2 separate regions of the Mus musculus genome follow, and region 1 is linked to region 2. Evidence: chromatin contacts called from public Hi-C data. All regions are on one chromosome and are shown on one strand. Each heading gives the region's core, a stretch centred on a gene start, on an enhancer-like site or on the middle of the called end of the contact. The rest is flanking DNA. Distances are from core to core; before and after follow the strand shown. Region 1 has its middle 39 kb from the start of Btg1. Region 2 has its middle 54 kb from the start of Gm40746.

What was found. Hi-C and Micro-C count contacts between places; a contact is called where the count stands out from the background.
Region 1: a Hi-C map of liver shows a contact between it and region 2, with 2.7 times the contacts expected there. The contact joins two enhancer-like sites. A contact is called at or near these places in 1 of 15 datasets of contacts at CTCF or cohesin (large pre-B cells), 2 of 484 Hi-C or Micro-C datasets (bone marrow-derived macrophages and liver), 3 of 115 datasets of contacts at active chromatin or transcription factors (differentiating embryonic stem cells, large pre-B cells and memory CD8 T cells) and 1 of 9 other capture datasets (embryonic stem cells).

The regions. Positions count from the first base shown.
Region 1 is chr10:96,652,648-96,659,435 of GRCm38.p6, reverse strand. No RefSeq gene overlaps it. Among named protein-coding and RNA genes, the nearest start is that of Btg1, 39 kb to the right of the region's middle. Within about 2 kb of position 5,150, at least 36 of the 459 cell types and tissues checked have an H3K27ac peak or open chromatin away from gene starts, as enhancers often do. A contact at or near this core is called in liver, where this site is marked.
Region 2 is chr10:96,123,496-96,130,611 of GRCm38.p6, reverse strand. It overlaps the pseudogene Gm48425. Among named protein-coding and RNA genes, the nearest start is that of Gm40746, 54 kb to the left of the region's middle. Within about 2 kb of position 5,536, at least 63 of the 459 cell types and tissues checked have an H3K27ac peak or open chromatin away from gene starts, as enhancers often do. A contact at or near this core is called in liver, where this site is marked.

The DNA of each region.
Region 1 (6,788 bases), core at 3,901-6,400, 530 kb before region 2:
AAAGGTCTCCTGTTCTCAGAGCTTCATCTTCTTCATCTGTGAAACAGGCAAATAATGGGAGCATTTCAATACTTTCTCAAGCCCTGATTAAATCAGAGCTAGGAAGCTAAGGCTGAGAGCAATGCCTGTCATGTAAAAAAATGAGACTGTTCTTTTAAGGACTGAGACAAGCCATGTAAAACACACGGAGTTCTGCCTGGAACAAGAAGTACTGTCGTCCTTCTGGGTTGGACATTACCATAATTATTAGCCAGAGACACTTGGTAGAGCCTCCCTGCTTTCAGCCATCATGGAGCAAAGGACGGTCACAGCAGGGGATGGGGCTCTTGCTGCTGAGGCAGCTGGTCTGCTAAACAGCGGGAGCTTTTATTGAAGGCCCTCCCAATGAGGCTGCTTCCATAATAAGGGAGGGACGCAGGCCTCAGGCAAGCCCATTTACAGCAACCAATGGGATGCACCTCCAATTTCCTTCCCTAGTCTTCCAGAACCCTTGGGAGGGAAAATATTCCTCTACTTCAGGAAAACTGGCTTGCTAGCCGAATGGCCTGATGAGGCTCATACTTCAAGAGCCCCATGAGTTATTGTGCCTTGCCTTCACGGTTTGTTTGTTTGTTTATTCTCTCTCTTCTAAAGGGTTTAGTTGGTTCTCCCCAGCTGTGGCAATGACTCCATCTGTAAGGGCAAAGAACTTGTATATGACAGAACCTGTAGAACACTAAGAAATTAAGCTTACATTGTAAAGCAAGGTAGAGGGGAAGTGGAGACAGCTCATTAGTGAGAGCACATGTGAGGATATGAGTTCAAATCCCCAGAGTCCTCATTTAAAAAAGAAAATGCCAGGCATGGCTGAAACTATCTGAAACTCCAGGGCTGAGACATGAAGGTAAATTCCAGAAGCTCAAAAGTGTGCTTTAGGTCACTGAAAGTGACAGAGGAAAACTCCTGACATCTTCCTCTTGCTTCTACATGAATGCAACACACACACACACACTCACATAAAACCAAGTAGGTTTTCACTTATAAGATCATAGTAAGCAAAAGACCAAATATGAAGTACAGAGAACCCGCTACTCACCCTCCCACACCCACAGATACACTATACACATAGCCTTCCTCATCCTTTCAAGTCAGGATTAGAACGCTTGTTATTAACTGACGATGCTACCTTGACGCTTCCTTACTGTCAATCATACACAGTTTGCATGAGAGTCCATTTCTACTTAGAGACTTTCCCTAAGTTTGGGCACATGTATAATACGTAACTGCCTCCATGGAACCTCTCAGAAGGACCGGACCCTCTCTTCTCTGTCTATTCATTCTCTCTTACCACCTAACCTCTGAGAAACACTGAGTTTTTACTGTCTCCAGATGCCTGTCACTTCCCGGTGTCAAACAATTAGAATCCTATACTACATAATCTCCTCAGAATGGCTTCTTTTATTTAGTAATATACATTGAGCTATTCTCCATGCCTTTTATGACTGGTATTATTTCTGTTTGTAGTACTAAGCTATACCCCCTCTAGCTATATCATACCCTATCTGCTCCCTTATAGAAGAACAACTGGTGGCCTCTAAAATTTGGCAATTATGAATAAGCTTCTTTACATATCTGCCATAAATAATTCTTCAGCCTTATTGTATAGATACCAAAAGAGCATGATGGTTGAATCATATGAAAGTCACATGTTTAGCTTTATAGGAATTGTCAAACCCTTCCAGATAGCAAGACTCTTTGGAATCTCTACTGACAGTGAATGAGAGTTTCTGGTGTTCTATGTTCTGATCAACATTTGATGGTGTCAGTGTTTAAGATTTGATTGGAGCTAATAGGCATGCAGTGGTGAGCCATTGTTCATTTAATTTACAATTCATTGCTGCCATTTTTTTTTTTTAGCATGATTATGTTCCATCTTTATCTCTTCGGTGTGTTATCTGCTCAGGTCTGTGGCTCATCTTTAGATTGTTTGATTTCTCACTGTTGAGACTTGAGAATTATTTGTATATTTCAGAGAATAGTTTCTTACCTAGAATGTCCTTCATGACTCTTTTTTCCTGTTTTGTGGTTCGCCTCCGTCCTCTTGGTAAGACTTTCATGATACCTTGTAAGTGTGTAAACTTTTCTTTCTTTGTCTATTGGCTTTTTTCCTTTTCTTAACCTTTCTTTTTTTGTCAGCCATTAAAATAACTCGTGCAAATGGCAAATAGATCACAGGCCAAAGAGAAGAGCGTGCACACGGCAAATGGATTCAACTCAGAAAGCTTGTAAGAGTTCCTGTTGTCTGGGAAGACAAGGCAATTGCCTTGCAATACTGCCTACGGGTAGAGCACATGATACTCAAGCCTTTCGTGATTACTGTATACAACAATCAGCTAAATTAAACACACTCCAATTTAGGAAAGTATTTGAGGGTCAGGTGTCACTCATTGAGTTGACCATTGGAAACTTTTGATAAGAGGAATGTTTGGGTTGGTTGGTGGAAGGAATTTCCATGAACCCCACACCTCCCGAATGTCTGTCCTGATGTCTTAAGTCCAGACAAAAGCTGGTTGAGAAATCATGAGATCATTATAAGACTCTAAAAGCCTTCAGAGACTCTCTCTCTCTCTCTCTCTCTCTCTCTCTCTCTCTCTCACACACACACACACACACACACACACACACACACACACACACACACACACACATTAATCTAGGCTAACAGTCACAAATCTCAGACTTCAAGACAGAGTAGAAGGATGATCTAAATCTGTTCTTGGTGCTAATGAGCACGGGGATTCCTAAGAGAACATTCAAAGACAGACGGATCTTGTATTATTCAGAGTCAGGTCTCGAGCTACCCAAGCGCACTGAAGCTGACTTGCTGTTGCTAGAATCATGCAAGAAGAGAGACAAGAACCTTTTCGTTTGATGCAATGCTCACTGTCAGATGCATGTGTGTGGACGTTGTCTAATACCAAGTGCTGAACTCTTATTTCACACACAGCCCTCCACATACAGATCATTTCCTGTTGGCAGTAGCCACCATTAGGAAAGTCTGAGTGAGACACATGATGATGATCTCTGATGAAATAGCTGTCGCCACACTCAGACTAACTCACCCCAAGGAAAGGCTGTGTAATGCTGAACAGCCAAGAAATGAATTCCAAGAGCCTTGGAACTTCAGGACACATGAGATGGTAATGTCACAGAGGCCAGTACAAAATGGGGAGGAGACACTTACACACCCCAGCTCAAAGTTTCAGACAGAAGCAGCTGTGTTAGGTTTGTATCTAGAGCTGTATTTACAACTGAATGTCCTCACACCCAGCAGGACATTAACCCAGATTTGCTCCTGAAACACAGCCTCTTAAGAGTCTTATGAGTCTCTCAGCAACTTAGAAGAGGGAATAAAGGAGACTGTGGGGGCATCTGAACTGATCACCATCCCTCTTACGGAACTTCTTACTCTGTGTGCAATTTGCTAACACAAATTCGCCTCCAGTTATCCAAAAGGTCGGTGGTTCAAACCCACCTGGTAATGTGTGCACTTAGGTCTAGAGAAGATGGCTCAGCACTAAAGAGTCCTTGCTGCTATTGAAGAGTATCCATGTTGATTGATTTCATGCTGTCTCATGTGCTGAACACCAGCCACTCTAAAGACCAAATGGGGAGGGAAAGAAAAGCCATTGCTCTCCATTCAGAGGACCCAGGTTTAGCTCCTAACACTCACATGGGGTAGCTCATAACATCTGGAGTTCCAGCTCCATGGCTTCCAATGATATCTGGTCCGTATAGACACAGACACACAGACACACACACACACAGACACACACACACACACACACACACGATGCACACTCACCAAAGGACACATGCAGACACCTAAGTAAATAAATCTTTTTTTTTTTAAATGAAGACAAAATAGTCCATTTTTACTTTCTTTTAAGCAACTATATTTAACTCCGATCCTTTAAAAAAAATTCAGATTGTTTAAAAGCAATTGAGTAATAGAGTGTAAATTAGAATATAACCTTAAACATCACGGGTTAAACACTTTATTTTGACAAGAAATGGAATTCCAGAGACAATGGACCTTTCTTAGCACATGTGTGATACAGCTAACACCACCCAAGAGCTTATTTAAACTACAAAACCTGGTAGGACTGGTTCTCCAAGCTCTTGCTATCTAAAATCCCACTCCCCCTTCCCTTAGTACTCCAGTGTTGCCCTGGAGAACCGCTGTCTCTCCCTTCCCCTCACCACCCCAGCCCTGACACAAAGGGCCATTTTCTTTGGTACTCATGAGGATTAGAGACAATCACAAAGGTTTTAAAAAAAATAATTAACCAATAAAAATAAAGTCAAGTTAAATAATCCCCCAAGACTGACAATTCCCAGTCTTTCTTTCTATGCTATAATAGACAGACCCCAGCCCCTCGCTGAAAACATCTCCTGCAATCCAGAAACCTCAGCCGCTTCTTCTAGAAGTGGGATTTGATCTCTCCATTTTTTTTCCCTCTCTAGTCTGGTCTTTAAGAAGAGACATGTGGTCTCATCTTCAGGAAATCTCTCCCACCCAAGAAACAATTAATGAGTACACTCGGTGTGTGTTGCAAAACTGAGTGACTTTGATCTCAATACCCTCAGAGCTCTAGACCGCGCCTTCCTCTTTCTGTCTGCCGAGGTATGGCCTTTCTTAAGCTTTGTCTCTCGTTCTGCAGCAACAGAAAAAGCAAATAAAGTGTGTTATCTCCTGCTCACTCCCACCATGGGTAAGGTGAGAAAATTCTCAGAACACAGCCTTGCGAGGCTGGACTGATACTAACCCGCTCCAGGAAGCAGGATAACCACAGCTTTCCCTATTCCTTTGTGTCTTTTCCTGTAATTTCAAATTTACACATAGGCCCCAGGAAATTTCCCAAACCCTCTGTTGGAGTCCAAAGCTAATGGTGTGAAGCCACATTTAAGAACTGTTTTGTCTTTTTTTTTTTTTTTTTAAATAGACCACCCATTAGTTAAAGTGAAACGCTGGCAAAAACTGGCTGAAGGACAAAGTTACTATGTTCTGAGGCAAATTTAGAGCAATGAACTTGTAGTGTTCTACACCTTAAAAGCAGATCTGAATACACAAGGACTGAACTTTTCCATGAGGGTTTGTTTCTGGGTTGGGTACACTGGATAAACACGGATTCGTTAATCATTATTCTGCCCCGTTTCCTGGCTATCATTATCTGTTAGATGTTATTAAAATGATTATCCAGGTAGATGTGTAAAAGAAAACCAGTTGCTACGAGAACACTACCTTATCAGCTCACCAGCACTACAGCATGAAGTTCCAATGCTGTCCCAGTCTCCCTAATGAATACCCACACAGATTGGGACTTGAGTGGCTGTCTTTAAAGTACAATGAAAGAGCTACGAATTCTGATGGGTCTCTGACCCAGCCTCTGGTGTCACAGAAAGCATGGTACATTCTAAACCATTGAAATTTAACAAAGATTTTTGGCTTTTACAAAACTTACTAACTCAAAATAATAATAATAATAATAATAATAATAATAATAATAATAAATTAAATTAAATTTAATTTAAAAAGCCTGTGTTAATAGTTATCCCTACACAGGACCTTGAGCATTTTTTCTGATCTAACTTCCATCTATTAGAGAATCAGCAAGTGTGAAGGGATTGGAGGAAAGAGAGAGAAGGGTTTGAATGGGAGACTGGGACAATTCCCGAGGGTAAATGGGGGTAAGAGGTAGGGACAGGAATTTTTACTATTTTTACTATCAACAATGTATTCATCAATATTTAGTATGCATCCCTTGTGGCCTACAGGAGATACAAGGAGGCCGGGATGAAGCAGCACAGGCTACTTACAAAAGTTTAAAGTGGAGGCAATAATCCCTTATCAAATGACCTCAAATATAGGTGTATACTGAAGGATGTGCTATGCAGTACCCAAACTTTAGTAGGAAGAGAGTAAGAGAGGGAAGAGAAGGGCAAGAGGGGTCCTGGGTGGCTTTACCAAGAAGTGTCTGGAAGATCTTGGAGATGGGTGACAAGGGTGCTGCTTAGTGATGAAGGTAAGAGACAAGCTGGGGAGGACAGGGCTGGCCCAGACTGTTGTGGGGAAGACAGGAGAGGGCATGGAGGACAAGCCAATCAGAGAAGGCCCGTGCCCCTGGAGGGCAGACAGGCTGAGCAAAGGTCAGCAGCTAGAATACGTGGAGCCTGTCCAGGAAGGACAGAAACCACTGACTGGAGTCCGCTGTGTCAGTAAGGATACAGGTTACGCTAGTGATAATGATCAGGGCCCTGAATATTCTGGAAGAATGTGTAAAATAAAAAAGGAGGGTTGGGACCAAGATCTCTAGGCAACAAGAAGTCCTGATGGGTACACGGTGACAGGATCAAACCTATTTAAGGATGATCTCTTTCGGACCTACTGTAAAGGCAAGAGGTCAGAGCAGTCGTTGGTTCTGATCATTTATCGGTCATCAAAAGGAGTGTTTAAAGACAAAGACACCAAGATCAATGAGAAGTATTCACTAGGTCTTTATCATGTGCATTACTATGTAAACTGAACTCGGAAGAGAAATTACACAAAAAATTGGCCTTTGAGGACTATGGTTTGCATATGAAAGACAGTCACACACATCATATATATATACACACAAACACACACACACATAAACACATACAACACACACCACACACATGCACCACATATCACACACATGTACACATATCACATGCACACCACACACACACACACACATACCACATGCATACACACATATCACATG
Region 2 (7,116 bases), core at 4,287-6,786:
CTGCAACCAGAGGGGCCCCAGGCATCTCCCACACCTGCCCCCTTCCCTGCCTCACTCCTTAAATATCCCCAACCTCAGTAAATATCCTCATTGCTGCTTCCATTAAAATATAAAAAGCACAGATCTCCTGAGAGCATTTAGAGCACTGGAGTCCTGGCTAGGTCTAGAAACTATAATCTATAATAATAAATATGCATATATATGTATAATATAGATATTTATTATATACGATATGTTTTTTTAAGTTTTATTTATTTTTTGTATGTGAGTGCATTGTATCTGTCTTCAGACACACCAGAAGAGGGCATCAGATCCCACTACAGATGGTTGTGAGCCACCATGTGATGCTGGGAATTGAACTCAGGACCTCTGGAAGAGTAGTCAGTGCTCTTAACCACTGAGCCATCTCTCCAGCCCCTTATTTTTTATTTTATATGTCTTTATATGTAATATATATCTTTATTATACATGTATAAGATTTATATCTTTATATATAATATATTTATATGTGTTTAAAGATAATCTTATACATGTATCTTAAAGAAACGTAAATACACTGTATTCTTTATATATCTTTATATTATCCATTGTAATGTATAGTTATAATATCTATAATTACATAATATATAATTATACATAATATATTACATACATAAATATAAACAATATAACTATATAATAATATATAGTATATAATACATTATACAACTATATTATTTATGTTTTTATATGTTCATAAGGTATATAAATATATATTCTTTATTTTAACTTTATACAATATATATTAAAGAAAAATCATCTCTTTATTCTAAAAATATATTTCTTAGGATTTCCTTAAGTAGCTGATTTTTAATACGCTTAGGAGAGAAATGGAGTCCACAGGTTACAGTATCTACAGCCAACCTGTCACCCAGTATGGCTATAATACTAAAAGCACTCATCCAATCCAACCCATGTCATCCAGACAGATGGGCAAAAATATATGGAACCTATGGACAAGCTACTGATGTCAGCTGTACTCAGGGTCAGACCACTGTCACCTATGTGCAGACTATGGACAGCCCCCCACAGCTGATACTGTTCAACAGAACACAGGCATACAGCCAGCCTGCCCAAGTTTGATACTGGTGTTTATGACACCACAGCTGTTCCAGTCACCACAACCCAGGCTTCTAGGCAGCTGTGTTTCGTACACCACCCAGCCTGCATACCTAGCCTATGGACAGCAGACAACAGCCACTATACATGCAAGACCACAGGATGATAACAAGGCCACTGAGACTAGTCAACTCCAACTTTGCACTGAGAGAGATATGCACGGGGAGAGCTAGCACAGCACAGCCTGAGATATGAGCAGAGTGACTACAGTTATCCCCAGGTACCTGAGAGCTACCCCATGCAGCCACTCACACACAGCGCCTCCATCCTATCCTCCTGCCATCTACTTCTCTTCACAGCCGATGGCAGCCGGCAAATTATGATCAGAGCAGATACTCTCAGCAGAACACCCACGAGCAACCCAGGAGCTGTGGATTGTAGAGTAGCAGCCTCTCACTAATTCACCCTCCTCAGATTGGACCATAAGGCCTGGCTTCAAGTCAATACGGTGAACAGAACAGCGGCTGAACACAGCAGACAAGACAAGACAACCCCAGCAGCATGGGTCTTTATGGGCAGGAGTCTGGAGGATTTTTCCAGATTGAGAAAGAATTTGGAGCACGAGTAGTGCTGATAACTAGGGCAGGGAAGGAGAGAGATTGTGTCATGGAAGCATCACTACCGTTGGCCAGGAGGAGAACACAGTGGAATGAGCGCTAGAAATCTAAAGTGGCTTCAATAGGACTGTTGGGTGAAGGACCAGATCATATTCTAGGTGTTCTTGTAGATGTATCCAAATGAAGACTCTGACAACCGTCAAACATGTGTGCAAGGATTAAATGACAATGCTACTGGATGATAGGGCAGACTGTGCGGTTGTCAAGATGAACAGAAGAACTTGGCAACCCATGTTTCATAACCACCTGGATAAGGAGACAAGAAAGCCTCCACCATGTCCTGGGAAGATCCACCAACTGCCAAGCCTGCCTGGCACTGAGTGCCTTGATGGGAAAGATGTTTCAAGGAAGCAAACGTAAAGTTTCTTTTGCTCTTCCCCTCCCAAGGCCTCCAATGAGTAGCAGCAAAGAGATGCCACCACCACTCTGTGCAGGTCCTGGTTGGAGACCAGCAATATCCCAATCCAGGCTATAGAAACCAAAACTTCACCTGGAGCACAGAATGCAACCAGTGTTTGCCCCTGAGCTCAAGAGCTTCTTCCTACCGCCTGTCCCACCTCCAGGTAGTGAGAGTGGCCAAAGCATCCCTGGGAGCTGTCAGGGAGAAAGAGATGGACTTATGGACCAAAGTAGTCCTGGAAAGATGTTCAGAGGTGGCTAAAGTGGAGGCAGAGGTGGCTTCAAAGTGCCCATTGTATGAACCAAGGTAGCTCTGGCGAAGGAAGATGAGGTGCTCTTTGAGCCCCTCTTGGACCTTTGATAAGACAGAAGCAGGGAGGAGGCAGATGTAGAGGACCTGGGAAAATGAGTAGAGTCAACCACTATCAGGAAAACAGGCCAGCCCTATACTAGGTAGACCTGCAGAGCTGCATTGGCAAGCAAGTTTATTTTTAATCAGAAAATGATTTAAATGTATAATTTCATATTAATAATGATGGTCACGTTATGGATATTTCTTGTCTGTGCTTCAGCATTTTCACCACTTAGATAGAAACATTAAAACAAATGAAATGGTGACATGCTGATGGGTGTGGAGAACCAAGAGGGCCTCTAAATGGAACAAGGTTCATGGTTGTAATTTCGTAAATAAAATTCCAGATGTTTATGAAAAATATCATTTAATAAAAGACCCACAATCATTTCAAACTCATTTATGTATGTGTATAATATATATGCAATTTAGTTTTACTTTATATTATGGAATATAGCTTTCCATTGAATGCATTAAATATAATGAAATTATATTCCATAAATAAATTTATGTGCTATAGTCCTTAATGCATTTAACTATTACAATGAAGCTCTGAAGGAAATCCTCATTTTACTTTCTTTTGCAGGCAAGAAAATTCAGGCACTGTATGGTAGACAGTTGACAAAACTTATGGAGCAGAGCACTGTTGCTCGCTGGCTCTGGCTTGACTCTGCGTGGTATCCTGTGGGTTCTTTTATGCCTTTGTCATCTGGGCCAAAGTGCACCTCAGAGGATCTATGAACATGAATGTGCTTTGACTGATAGTGCCACTGTGTCACAGCCTCCTCACAACCACCACACTCCATCATACCGTCCTCATTGAACCTCATCACACTGTCCCCACTGCACTCATCACATTGTCCCCACTGTACCCATCACACTGTCCCCACTGCACCCATCACAATGTCCCCACTGCACCCATCACACTGTCCCCACTGCACCCATCACACTGTCCCCACTGCACCCATCACACTGTCCCCACTGCACCCATCACATTGTCCACACTGCACCCATCACACTGTCCCCACTGCACCCATCACACTGTCCCCACTGCACCCATCACACTGTCCCCACTGCACCCATCACATTGTCCCCCCACTGCACCCATCACACTGTCCCCACTGCACCCATCACACTGTCCCCCACTGCACCCATCACACTTTCCCCACTGCACCCATAATATTGTCCCCATTATACCATATCACTCCTCACAACACACAAACACAATTACACAAGCAACAATCATGTCCAATTTCAAAGCAGGAGTCAATTTTCCTTTTGAGCCAAGCATGGTGTTATCTATAATTCCAGTCCTTGAGGAGTCAAGACAGGAGGATCAGAAGTTCAAGGCCTACTTAGGGTCCATAATGACACCTTCTCTTACAAAAGCAAAAGTAATAACAAGCGTAAGTAAATAAGTAAATAATTAAAAATAATAAATTAACTTTTGCTTTTGAGAAAAAAATTTCAAAAATCAAAACTTCCCTTCTTTATTTTCAAGGTTTATCACCGCCAGAGGAGTGCAGTGGATGGGCTGCTGTTTGTTTCAGTGAAGAAGTGGCCTTTGGAGCAACTCCCAAGAGGAGAGGTAATGTTGGGTCATCCAACAGTTATAAGATAATTCCTTTCCCTTGTGACACGAGATAAAGCTGAAACTCTTTTGTCTATAGTTACTCCATATCCCTGAAACAGATGACAAGCCCTGAGCCTCATACACTCAAGAGAGGTAGACTCAGCATGCACAAACATCAAAGCACTGCTGGGGCACCTGAATCGGCAACACCACAGCTGACTGCTGAAATTGCTCGACCTTGGACCAAATAAGGAGCTGCACTTTCAAAGTCCCCGAGCTGGGACCCTGCTCTGGTCGCTAATGAATGGGGACTTGTTGTATAATCGCAAACAAGCTCATTCATTATTGTCAGAAAAAAAAAAAAAAAGAAGAAAGAAAGAACGTAAGTCCTTATGCCAACTTAAAAAAAAATCCTTCTGGCCAATTTGTCTACATAAAAACCAGCCAGTCATCACCAGCCACTCCACCTCTTGCCAGCACCTTCTTGGGTCCACCCCTTGGCACCACACACAACGTGATCCTTGTATTTGCCATTACGAAAGGTAACTTCAGTGCAGAGGAATAACTCATAAAGGTGAAGAAATGACTAACCATTCCACTCCACCCTAGCAGGCTGTTTCCCCACAGAGCACAGCTGACAGGTCAGCCAACAAACACCTTTTTCCAACTCTACCAGAGAAAAACAAAGTGAACTTGGGCCACAGAAGGCCTTTGAGAATGCCCTAGCAGCCAAACTGAGCTGCAGCCTCTGCCATAGCTCCATGAGCTGATGGCTTGTTCTCTGGTCTCCCCTCCCTGTGCCCCACTCCTGAGGTGCATTTCAGTGATAATTGCCCAAACACCTGGGAGCAGGCAAAGCTTAAGGCCCAGATGGAGGCTATCAGATTGTCATTAGTTGTCCTTCCCCAAACTAAGTAGGGTCTGACACCAACCCATGGAACTTGCAGACAAGCCATTCAAAGACCATTTACCAGGAATGATCACAGCAGAGCTATGACAGCCTCAGCTATTTCTTCAGGGCAAAATAAAATCCGCAGAATTGGTTTGAACTGAATCAATATTTTTTTCCAACAGATGCCACTGCTGGGATATCATCAACTCAATTTGTGGGTCTGGCAAAAAGATCCAATTCATATATCTACACGGTCAAAACATACATACATACATACATACATACATACATGCATGCATACATGCATACATATACATACAATCACAGAGAGATACATACACATACATACACACATTCACATGCACATACACATATACACACATACACATGCACATAAACACACATACACATACACACACATTCTGGGATATCCAGAGATAGGAAACCCAACAGCTCTTAACCCTAAAAAAGTAAAAACCGTCCCTAAGTAAGGAGTAGCAAGCTGGAGAGAGAGCCAGCATAAGGATTGTGTAACGCTTGAGGCGATAAAAAATAGTAAATCATTTATCTTCAACAGACTGAGCTCTCTTCCTGGAAAAGAGAATCTTGGACCATAAATTAACTACTCTTCACATCTTCTAACCTCATTTCACTCCCTAAAAGCTTCACTTAGCCAACAGATATGTATGGAGAGCCTCCAGCATGCTAAGCACCCCACAGCACGAAAAGGCTTAACCCAATGTTGGTCTTCATGGACTTTATGGACAACATAGCCAGCTGCTCCTCTAAAATACCACAAGGCAAATGGGAAAGAGCACTGGACTAAGGGTCAAAGGTCAAGACTAGACTATGGTATTGATTGCCTCAGTGCCCCTACACATCAGAAAGCAGGAAGGTTTGTGAGCTATAACTCAGCGTACCTCCTGAAAAGCTTGGAATGTTTTAAAGACAAAATAGAAGGTCCTGGTTCAGTACTCCAGCCCTCAAATCTACAGTCACAGTATCTTCCTTAGAGAGTTTACCCCTGTGTTGAATAAGACTGTCCTCCAGGCTCGATACCACCATCTTCAGGAGTTATGGTGAGCCTGCTTCCCTAAGATAATACCAGCTGGGCTTGTTGACTGCTGATGTTCTCTGGTATAAGAAGGGAGCAGGGAGAGCCATGGGGTGTACAGTCAACCTGCAGCCACCCCACACAGCCAGCTGCATGCAATCCTGGGCTAATTGCACTGGATTCAGGGGCTGTGGAAGGGGTTATGGTGATAGGTGGGGAAGGTTTATGCAGCCACTGGGGAGTTCTCATTCATACTGGGTGCAGATCTTCTACTGTAGGGGCTTTAAGCTCACCTATGCTCCCCCCATAAGCCCTCACCCATTGCTCTGGAAGTAAGACTAACATATAAGTTCACTGGTTCCTCCAAGTGAACTTTCGGTGGAATCCAACTTCAGTCTGACCTTGCTTACTTCTACCACTGGGCTTGAAAGGTTTCACCACACCTAGTCTTGTCTCCAGTAAAGCACTAACAGACATCTCTCTGATGTAAGTTCCTCTTTGGGGTTTTGTCGTTCTCTCGTGAATAGCACTCTAAGCCACAACCCTAATAGAACTATGTTATTTCTACTCTTGTCCCCAGAAGCATTCAGTCTTTCTGACTCTTTCATCATATATAAAGTTACCAAGATGATGTTACTGCTGGTACGAAGAGCAGAGTTCTTCCTCTCGAGCTCATGAGCCTTGCTTATTTTGCTCTGAGTAAATCATTCCATCTCCCATGGTAGCCACTACCAAGAGGATATTTTCTTCCTGGGAAAGAATGTTTGTTTTGTTTGCTTGTCTACACTGCATATTATCCTCAGAAAGGATTCCACACAGCTTCATAGGAATGAATGAAATGCAAGATTGCAAAATATCTTTAAAACTATATCAAAATAATGGTGAGAAGGAAGACCTACTTCTAAAATCAACACAAAGAGGCAGCTGCTTTAATGAGCTGGGCATGATGGTGCATGTCTTTCATCTGTGACAGAGGCAGGTGAGTTTGAGGCTAGCTTGGTGTACATAGTAAGTTCCGGGACAGTCAGGGCTATGTAGAGACCCTGTCTCAAAAACTACAATGAAACAAAC